2 separate regions of the Acanthopagrus latus genome follow, and region 1 is linked to region 2. Evidence: chromatin contacts called from public Hi-C data. All regions are on one chromosome and are shown on one strand. Each heading gives the region's core, a stretch centred on a gene start, on an enhancer-like site or on the middle of the called end of the contact. The rest is flanking DNA. Distances are from core to core; before and after follow the strand shown. Region 1 holds the start of sst5 (somatostatin-1A). Region 2 holds the start of LOC119027485.

Region 1 (5,492 bases), core at 1,531-4,030, 140 kb before region 2:
CACGGCGTGATGACACCCTTTTTTCTGTGAAGACTTAAAAGAGGTGGGGAACGAGCCAGAAACTCTGGTCTGCTCAGTCCTGTTGGGTTATCTTGGCTGCCCACGTCTTTCTAATGAGGGAACAGTGTTTATTCGGGAACCCCTTAAAATCCAAGCTCCTATACACCTTCAGTTTGACATTTATTTCCCCGGGGCTTGTAAAAGCCATTTGAGGCATTCCCCCCTAGATTTCATGTTTTTGTTGACATGTTTATGTAGGCTGGGCTGGCCCATACGCATTTTACTGCCAGTACCACTACGAAGTTATATGTTTATTTCAATGAGTGTAATTGTGAGGTAAACAAGCGATGAGTTGCGAGTGCCTCAAGGAAGTTGTTCAGTGCCCGTTTTCTATTTAACAAATGATTTGCCTTTAATTTTTGATAATGCCGTCATTGCAGTGTATGTAGACATTTCCGTAGAATATATCAGCACACACATCTGTAGAATTTGGTAGGGTCTTTAACAAGGAAATCAAGTTAACAGAAGAATGGTTTAGGTTGAATATATTGGTCATCAATATAGAAAAGACCAAATTATGGTTATTACTTTTCAGAGAAGTAATTACATAGAGCTATCGTCTGTGCTAAGTTTTGAGTTTATTTTGATCGTTGTGTGTCTTATCGGTTTTTGAAGCATCTCGCGTCGTACTGTGAGTATGGATGTTATGTGTATTAATGTAAGTTTATCAATGGAATGTTGTTGATGAAAGTGATGGAGACCCCAGGAGGAGTAGCCACTGCGTTAACACAGAAGCTAAAGGGGATTCTAATAAATGCACAAACAAAACTGTATAATGTTAACTGTAGTTAGCTCCCTCCCTCTTCATAACGCTGAACGGTTAAAGTACGGCTCTGCTTGTCGCTGACCTGCTCTGCTCTGTGTCTCTCCTCCAGCTGAAGGATGATGCAGTAGCACTGGTGGATGTCTTCGCACCTCCGGATTTCATTCTCAACTCACCGATTGGCTGCGCTGATGGACAGGTAAAGCCATGTCGACACATAAAGCTTAAATCTCCCTCTTCAAAAACACTTTGGTTTCCCAGGATCTTTGCCGTTTATGCGGCGCAAATGGCCCGGGACATGCTGCGTGTGATAATGGCAAGTTTCCGAAAGTTAAGTTAAAAATAAGGAAACCTGCTTACACCACTGACTTCAATCTCTGTCTCTGATTTTTGTTCTACCTCACACTCCTCGAAAAAGCCTTCACGAGGTCTCTCTGGGTAACTTAATCTTTGTTTCTCTTTCACGCAGCTCTACAAGAACCTGTGGTCGACGGTGATGCAGGGCAGCCAGGTGCTGGAGCGGCCATCCTGGTGGAAAGAGTTCTGCTCGGACAAGCCTGTGGTCGGATCCCTCCATGCAAAACTGTAGAACCCTGACACCCTGTCAGGTACCAATGCCTCTTTTTTTTTTTTTTTTTTTGAGTCAGTGGTCGTCATGTGACCCGCATTTTCGACTCTGGCCACTACACTAAGTGCTGTGTCCTTCTGTGCCTCAGAAATTGTACATTGATCTAAAAAAAATGGCTGGATATCATCTTGAATGTGTGTTCTACAGGAATTCAGTCACTCACAGTCATTACCATCAGTTCTATAAGATACACTTTTCCGTCCTTAACACAGAATTAATGCTGTTTTAGCATAGCACGGGTTCCAGTGTTATGATTGAGTTCTATTTTTAGACTACCTAGCCGTGCCAAGTATCACTACAAGTCAGCGTCAACCAAATATTGTCCCGATAGCACAACTTAACTTTTCATTGTTAATGAAGGGTCGATGAGATTGTGAACCATTTAAATGATAAGAAAAAATGTCAAAGCCTGTGGTTATATATCAACTATGAGCGACAGGTGTACTGTAAACACATAACCAAAAATCGCACTTGTCATACAAACAGTCGGCGTTACTCGTTTCTCGCAATACTTCGCAAAATTTGTAAAAAAACAAAAAAAAAACGCTGGCTTTCTGTGGTTAGATTTTGTTAATCTTTTTTTTTCATCATCATTTGATTTGCAAAAATCGTAATTATCGTCAATTAAATCCATTTAAATGTCTCGCAGATAAGAAACCTCCAAACTGAATGGTTTGCGATTTCTTTTTAGACTTACCGTGTTTTGTAGTAGACTAGAAGGATGTAATATTTTACCAAAGCTAAAAATCATGTAGATAACGTGCAGTGCCACATGACTCTTTAAAGATTATTTTTTGTAATACTGTATCTTGATATAAATACACAAATTAAATACATTCACTAATACAACTTGTGAATTGTGACGTGAATCCTGAAAGACTGGTTTCAGTATATCCCCTGTGCGTATCAGCCATTTCCCCATTCATGCAACTGGAGCTGGGATTAATTTCTACCCTGTGGGCATCAATTCTAGCAAAAAATCATGCATCCTTATGCATTTTTTTTTTCTGTTATTCTAGAGTTTTAATGTTGAACGGCAGCGTTAAACGACAACGAGGAAGACTGCTGATGAGTCTGACACGATGTACATGTTCTTCAAATGTCTTTCTTTCTTGGGTGCTGCTCACTGAATCATATTTGGTATCTCGTTCTACTACGAGTTAGCACCCAGAAAAGTTTGAGTTAAGGTTTATATTTATTTTTCCTCTAATATGACAGCAGAACTAGTGATCATTCAGTGGAAGATTGTAGTGAAAGAAGACGACTCGTGAGCCTGGATATTCAGATTGATGAGTGCCCCGCCAGAGATTACGTATGTAATTATTTTGCGAAAGAAATGTTGATGTACAGTATGTAGTATTTCATTTCTCTCTTTGAAATACTAGGATTCGCCACTGATCCAGCAGAACAGATAAACATATGTTCCTGATGCCAGACTGATGCAGCTCTGTCTGACAGAGAACATTGTCCTCTAAATTAAAGTGTATTCTCTCTACATGTCAGGCATTTTTAGGTTGACAAGCCCTATTGTAACAGTTGCCAACTGTTTTCCCCCGGTGCATGTGTGTTTAGATAAGAGAGAGTTCACATTGTTAATATAACTCTACATTACGGCACCCTAATGTCAGGAGACATGACTTGGCAGAGAAATGTGTGGCTCAATTAGTCGGCTCAGATGGAAATGGAACCCTTTGAGTCACCAGCTTTTAATTAATGCCGTGAAATAACGAAACTGACAGCAGCACGTATAATCCTATGGAGGTGCGCGCAGATCAGCGGGAGGGATTGGTGCTCATTAACTGTGAAGACGTTTCATTAACCCTGACAGACTGCCGATACACTGACACTATTTTATATGATGTAGCAGCAGGTGAGGAGGCGGCGGATGTTGTGTGATTCGTGCGATCGTCACTCCGTCAGACCCCTCCGCTTTGTTCAGGGCGGCGTGGCTGGAAGCCTGCGGTCACGACACCCTCACCGCTCGGAAAATGTTACCGAAAGTCACGTCGTGTCATGATTAAAGACTGACTAATCAGACTCACAGTCCCGCGGTGGGGAAAAAGGTCAGAGGGTCTCAAACCGAGAACGCTCCTAGGGGAAGATGTGAGGCTGAATTCAAGTTCGATGAGCTGGATCAACGAGGAAATTATAAATAAACAGCAACAAAATGGAGTGCGACGGAAAAACAGAGTGCATTTTGTGACAGGGAGAAAATAAAAGCATGTTATTGATGGTCTTCAGCACACCGTTGATGTGGCGAGAAAGATGTTAACTTGTTTTTATTTCCCGATTTTTGCCACGCTGGCTCGTGTAAAGGTGAAAAACAGGCATGTTAAGTTCTTGATATTATTATTTCAACAGAATTACATCCAACCTGACATGATTTTGTAGCTAATTTCCCAACTTTTGGCTGATAAACCCTCAAATAATGTGAGACACAGGGATTTGTTTTTGGATCCCTAGTGCCGACATTACCCACAATGCAACCTGACCGCTGGTAGCTACTCCGAGTTCCAGTTAGGCTATCACAAAAGTCCGATGTTCGTAGCTGGGAAATGCATCATGCCCGAGTTGAGTGTTTTCAAGATGGATGCCTCCAGAAATTGTTAGTTAGCTATTGCTAGCAGTAGCTAACTAACAGTACATTACGTGGTGTACAAACACCTTAGCAACATGCCCACAGAAAGTTCTAGGACAGTACTATGTGTACAATTTGGACCATGCTATGGACTATGGACCATGTACTTGTAGCATACTAGAAAGTGTACTAATTTAATACGTCTTCGGACTAAATTGGAACATTTTAAGTTTAAGTTATAGTATACTAAAGTACAAGTATAAGCTTTAGTATTAAAGTATAAGTGTAAGTCGAAGTATTAATGTACTAAGTTTAATGTGAAGACTATTCTTCAATTCTTTTTTCAAAACGAAAGGAAAACGAAAGGAAATATAAAATATAGTATATAAAAAGTACACTTCAAGTATACTGCCTCAGATACTAGTACTTGTAGTACACTTGGATAAACTACTTTTTGCTAAGGGTACACTTGCTATCCATGCACAGTGCAGCCATTTTGGATTTTGAGGTCGGGGCTGTTGAGGTTCTTTCTGCTTTCCGAGCCAGACACCTGATTTAAGGCGGCATTCTGCTTGAAATTTCCCACTTTACCCTTAAAAATTCACACTACCAAGTTCAGACTCTCCCTCCCTGAAGCAACAAAAGGTCTATGCAGCTTAGTTCACAAGTGCGGTAGAAAGTCCCCAAGACCTACAAAACGGGCTCTCGTGTGTAAAACCAGCAAAGCAAGTGGTCCAAAAACTCAACTGGGCAGCTCGAGTCCGTGACCTGTCCGCCTCTTTTCACGTCACGCTTTGAGTCACTTCAAAAGTCAAAGTGTCCTCTTCAGACACGATTGAGTGGGATGATACAAACGGAAACTACAAGTTAATGTGCTCAGACCACAAGCACTAACGTCGGGTTATTTGTTTGCGGGTCTGACATTTAGATGTTCTTCCTCTGACTCAAGGTGAAGGCGGTGGGGTGTCGGACTGGTCAGCCACCTTATTAACATTTGAGTCACATTGTGTCATTAGCAACGCCGCGCAGCATGGAGGCCCCATGTTGTGTTTCGGGACTACTGCGGGAGGGGGGGGCTGGTGCGGGCTAATCACGACCAACACATGTGAAGTCACATGTTACCACGAAAACATTACACTTTATTGCTTTGCGTCTGATATTACATGTTTCAAGTGGCGCGCCAGTCAACTCGAAGAGTCAGATCTTGGGAGGTTTTTTTGGTCACGTCGCCGCGGCTGACGATGACCTTTTAGTCATCCAGTCAACCACACGCCTCCTTCTGTTTCTCACCCCTCCGCCAATCACATCCTTTTCTTGGCTCTGAGGATGAGGAGGATCTGAAGATGAAGGGGCCTATTTATCAGCTCACCGCGTCCTACGCAAAAACAGTGATGCGCTGACTGTCAACCGTGATTGGCCGGCAGTTTCGTTTTACTTCAGAGCATCGTCGTCAGATTTTTTTT
Region 2 (5,442 bases), core at 926-3,425:
GATTCATCGCGAGACGATTTCCGAACAATCACTGAGGGTGAATAATGGGAATTTCCACCCCGCTCCGCTCCTCGAGGGAATGGGTGGTGTTTTACTGCAGATTGCCATCTCTCAAAGCTTTGCCCGGTGAAAATGCTGTTTGCTGACCTCACTTCGCCCTGCGCTCCAGTTGTTTCCTCTCGGGGGTTTCTGTGACCTGGGGAGTTTTGATTGTTACTAAAGCTGCCTGCTGTAAACCGTGGAGGGTTTGATTGACGGTAAATGATTGACGAGGCTTTTTTATAATCCCTGCTTGTATCAGTTTCACCGTGAGTTCCAGTTTGGAGTCCAGTTTCGGATAATGGCAGAGCAGTAAATAGACGTTGACTGTATGGGTTGTACACTTGTCTCAGGACACTGTGTGACACTCCATTGTCCACATGGGTTGTTGTGCGACTGGCTAAAAGTGGGGGGGGGGGGGAAAAATGGCAACATGAGACACAACTTTTGTATTATTTCTAATGCTGTTATACAGGCAAATAATAGCTGTAAGGCTGTAGAAATACTAAAATGTCTTGAATTAAAGTTTTCCTTTACTTCTTCACAATAGACAGCCAAGTAATGACCCTTCCACTTTCCCTTATGGGACCTGGTAATCATGGTAATCAGCAGATCACATCGGGCCATGTTTCCAAGTAAAACAACACATTTGATAAGCCACTAACATTGGACAACAACCAGTTTTGAGCTAATGTTATTGTTTGATAGTGTTAGGCAATACATTTAGATAGGTGTGAATTCTAAAAGATCAACAATCAGGATGAAATCAGATGGTAACGTTAGCTGGGGAGTGAATTAGTGCCGACGTAAGTGAAGGGGTTATTAAATATGTCATTTTGTCTTTAAATGTGGCCCGTTGTCCCTTCAGATTTTCCCTTTCCATCATCTTTTCAGTTGCTGGTCAGTTGGGAAGAGGTGAAAAGATAACTTTTTTTTTTTTTTTCAGATTTTGTACTTTTACGGAATTTGCAACCATGTACGCAGCAACATAACATTATTCCAGCATTCAAACTTCCCGCCCTGAGCCAAGGAGCCTAAAAAAAGAAAGGTCATTATTTCACTGACATTGTTTATCCCTGGTTCCTGTTCACAGTGTCATTTCAGTCTCATCAGCTGTATTAGGTCAGACCTGCCACTTCTGGTCACAGTATTATCAGCCCTGTCATTCATTTGTGAAATAAAAAATCGGTTGTTAAAATCGGTTGTTAACTGTCATACAAAGTAGAGAGATCTCCTGTAGACTTCAAATACAGCAGGAACCACAGTCTGGCCCCAAAGCGAGATTCAGTGACGTGATGACCTTTCCTTCTTTTTGAGGTTACTTGCCGAGTGTGACATCAGGGTAAAATGGATGTTGAGTGAATATGGTCCGCGGTGAGACGAATAACTTTAAACTGTGCGATGAATAAGGTGTCATGGTGCAAACGGGAAGGGACAGGACTTCACTTAGTTAAACCCATAGCTCTCTACACTTTTGGTTCACTGCCAGCATAAAACTTAAAGTTAAAGGACATGCCTTAGAACATATCTGTAAATCAAACAGCTGCGGCTTTTAAGTAAACGAAACGCGTTCGCCTCCATCTATCAGCCAACACGTGAGTCATGACATTTCTCAGAGAGCCATTAAGACGAGCATCAGTTCACTGAAGCTGCACACGCAGCAGAATAGAACCGGCAGATACTGGCCTGTTTGCGCTCACCTCTTGCAGCATGTGAGCGCACGATGAATGGTGCAACAGCTGCACAGACCACAGCCGCAAAGACAAACAAGAGTCTGGGAAAAAAAGAAAAAGAACACTCACTGGAGTATTTTTTTGTTGTAATTTATGGGAATAATAATGCTGTCACTCAAAAAAGGAAAAAAATAACCTCCAACCCTTTTCAGATTTTATGACTGCGTGTGCACAGAGCTTGTAAAACGTGATATTTACCTCAAGTAGGGAGCAGAGCTTTCAAACATGATGGTCAGTTTCCTCCTAGGTTTTTTAAGATTGCCAAGAAAAGCCCATAAAAGGAAAGTTGTAGTAGTGTTGTCAGTCCATTAGTTTTACTTGTCATAGAAATGAGTCACCGTGCTCTGACACTCTGCTGCCGCTTGCGAGTCTGATTGGAGGAAATGCTCCTCACCTGGCCTCAAGTAACCCACTTCCTGGAGTTGTCCTGAAAGGGGAGTTTCCCTGATTTAGTTGATTCACTGAAGAATACTTTGTAATGTATTTCAATATTTGATCTCTGAATGTGTTTATCTGTGATGATCTTTGAGTGCAACTACACATTTGTCTCCACCTTGACTTTTACTTTGTAAAGCGCACTTTCTGTTTGGCCTAGACTTGATCGAGCATGTTGTCGCAACTGTGTTTTTGCACACCCACACACACACACACACACACACCCACACACACAATTACACCATTGTTTTCCTCTTTTCAGGATCCAATAAAGTGACTCACTGGAACGCCCATCCTCAATTCAGCATGCAGCCATGAGAAAGTGATTTCAAATCAGAGTTTATTTATTCTCCGTTAAATATGTAACAAATACATCAAATAAATACAATTATGAAAAACAATAAATATCACGTACATTAGTGCATTAATAGGCCTAAAATGGGCAACTTTGGCGATTCACATTTTTTTTCCTCATCTGATTGTATCAGCAACATAGTGGTATCATTTAAAAAGGCAGTCAGAAAGCTAAAAAAAACAACTTATATCATGACTGTATGTGTCCGTGTGTCTTGCCAGCAAGGGTTATCATCATCATCATTATCAAGTCCATTACGCCGAAGGATATCTTGAGTATAAATATAGGCTGGTATCACATTATCCAGGGTATCTGAAGCTGTAGATTCCTTAAAACATGAAGCAGGACATCATGGCGAGGTTCCTCATGTCGTCACCAGTGAGACAGTCTGCCAAAAGAAAGGGGGACAAATTAGATTAGAACAATTGATATATTCACTATTTATTTGATGAATCCCTCTGTCAGGTGTGGGGTATATTTTGGGTACTCAACATTTAAAAATTACAAATTTGTGTCCCATTCGAAAATGGAAGAAATTAGTGCTTGGTGTGCTTTTTCTGCCAATTACAAAAAGAAAAACAAAAGCGTGAATGGGTAGCCTGCTGCTTCTGTGGTCACGCCCACCAAATTGCATTCTCCGAATGTTCATTTTAAGAAACTCCCTAACGTTTTGCCCCAACGTGACAAGACAAAAACTAGACACTAAAAAGTCAAAGCGACACAGAAAAGCTTGCTTTTTGTGTGTGTGAGAGAAAATGTCAAAATGTATTTCATTAAATGTGGCACAATTTACACTGAAGCCGAGGCTAAACTTGTGTCCTTTACTGCCACCTGTAAAACCTGTATGAGTAACCCACTGTTATTTTGGTCATCCCCACCAAACTTCATTCTCAAAAGACTCATTTTAAGAACTCCCATAATGTTTTGCCCCGACAACAGTGGTTAAGAACTACGTGCTAAAAGTTCAAGTTACGCTTAAGTCGTGTTTTTGTAGCCTACTGTTCTTTTGGTCACCTCCCACCAAACTTCATTCTAAAAATGCTCATTTTAAGAACTGCCGAATGTTTCACTTGAACAACACGACAAGTCCAAAACTACTTGAACCACCCCTTACGAACCGCAGTCCACTATTTAACTTACTTTCTCCGCCACTCGGACGTGAGCTCTTCCCGGTTATCTTCTTCCAAACTTTCCGGCAAGACCGCCGAAGCCTCCCTCCTCTGGAGCCCGCGGGAGAGTCGCTCTCCTCGGCTGCGCTCTCGGGAGGCGTCGACGCCTCCTTGTCGTCACAGCCGTCCTGAACGTCACCGTCCCGCTCTTCCTCCTCCGGGTCCTCCCGGTCGAGGACCCCCTCGGCCAGCAGCCGCGCCAGGACGCACTCGTCCACCCTCAGCTCGGCTCGGATCTTCCCCTCTCCGGAGATGGATGTGGTGTGTCGGCACAGCGGGCAGACGATGGACGCGTCCGCTCCCAGACGCGCCTCGCCGGGGCCCTGGGGTCGCGACAGGGCCAGCAGGCAGCTCTCGCAGAAGCTGTGTTTGCACTGGAGCTCCCGGGGACACCGCCGACCTCCGTTAAAGGTCCGGTAACAAATTCCACACTCGAGCTCTGAATACATGCTGCTGTTTGATCCGCGGCGCTCCTCGCTGATTTATCTCAAGGTCTCGATAAAGTGAGACTGGGTGAGCTGTCTGGACTTATACCAGGGTGTGAGGAAGTGCGTGGGAGGGGAGGACGAGGGGGGGAATCTCGAAAACGTAGTAGACCAGGGCCAAATAAACACAACCTATGACTCATCAAGCTCAAAATACGCGTGACGCAACCAAAACCGGAGCGCGCGCACACACGCACACATACACACTCCCTCACGTATCTCCACAGCTCCATGCTTGTCATTATTACACGGGACAGGAACACACGGCCAGGTGCAGGCGGATGCAAGACAACAAGATGTACTGATTAAATCATTAAAAGTTGGATTGGCCCCTGAGTGTTTCTCTCTGGTGGAGAGTCCCCTGTGTAGATTTCCCCTACTTAATCCAACTTGAATCTGTGTCAGGAGTCTTTCACCCTTCTCTGACAGTTGAGGGTGTGTGTGTGTGTGTGTGTGTGTGTGATATGACGCAAGCCCTTCCCTCTCTCCGTGGTAATCCCCAAACAACCTCGCTCACTGCCCTTTCACGGTGATTTCCGGCTGAAATCCTGGCCAACAATCGCAGACCCCGAGCAGCACTGTCTTTTGTTCGCCGCCTAGTAGGCCTTCCCGCTTTTTTGTTGCCAGCATTGAGCTTCCTGTAACAGCACTTGGTCATGCAAAAAAAAAGAAAAGAAAAAAAACAACACAGCTTTTTTCGACTCGGATGACCGTAAAAGAAGGTGTTTACCGAAAAAGCGAGGAGAATGAAAGAAACCTTTAATGCTTTACTGTCATGTAGACAGCGCAGTGCAGTCTTCTTGGACCTGTTGCGCAACACAGGTTGAAAAGGCGCTATGCCACAAAGGACTGAACACTTTTTCAAAACAAAGTATGCCATTTGTGCTGCTCCCTGCCTTCTATAGTACAGTACAATAACACTGAAAACTGTCATGAATATGTGGTCTAACACACCGTGACACTGAATAAGACCCCACCTCGAGAGATCAAGTTTCTAGACTGCTAACTGACGTAGTTTTAGCAACCTCATAAATGACAGCACGATAACAATACATTGCAGTCTGTGCCTCCAACAAGAAACCGGCCTTCCCCAGTCTCCTGCCGCAGGTTGCTGTTGTGGGGAAGTCCCTGCAATTCGATTACCGAGCGCGGTAGAGTTCCACAGCTCAAGGATGAAAATGTATGACACCATGTATTACACTATGGAAATGCAATCAAAGTTCATA

Evidence for each region. A called contact is a pair of places that touch in the nucleus more often than the background predicts.
Region 1: a Hi-C map of muscle shows a contact between it and region 2, with 2.4 times the contacts expected there. The contact joins the promoter of sst5 here to the promoter of LOC119027485 in region 2. A contact is called at or near these places in 2 of 4 Hi-C or Micro-C datasets (liver and muscle).

What each region holds. Positions count from the first base shown.
Region 1 is chr10:10,025,948-10,031,439 of fAcaLat1.1, reverse strand. sst5 (somatostatin-1A) reads left to right here and starts at 2,780. Exons shown (of 2, transcript XM_037111636.1): 1 at 2,780-5,492. It overlaps acox3 (peroxisomal acyl-coenzyme A oxidase 3), which reads left to right. Exons shown (of 20, transcript XM_037111624.1): 18 at 936-1,022; 19 at 1,293-1,431. The coding sequence ends at 1,412.
Region 2 is chr10:9,890,277-9,895,718 of fAcaLat1.1, reverse strand. LOC119027485 reads right to left here and starts at 2,175. Exons shown (of 3, transcript XM_037112721.1): 1 at 1,971-2,175; 2 at 1,740-1,813; 3 at 1-439. The coding sequence starts at 1,999. si:ch73-335l21.4 (E3 ubiquitin-protein ligase-like) reads right to left here and starts at 4,327. Exons shown (of 2, transcript XM_037112722.1): 1 at 3,703-4,327; 2 at 2,531-2,950. The coding sequence starts at 4,180. The coding sequence ends at 2,892.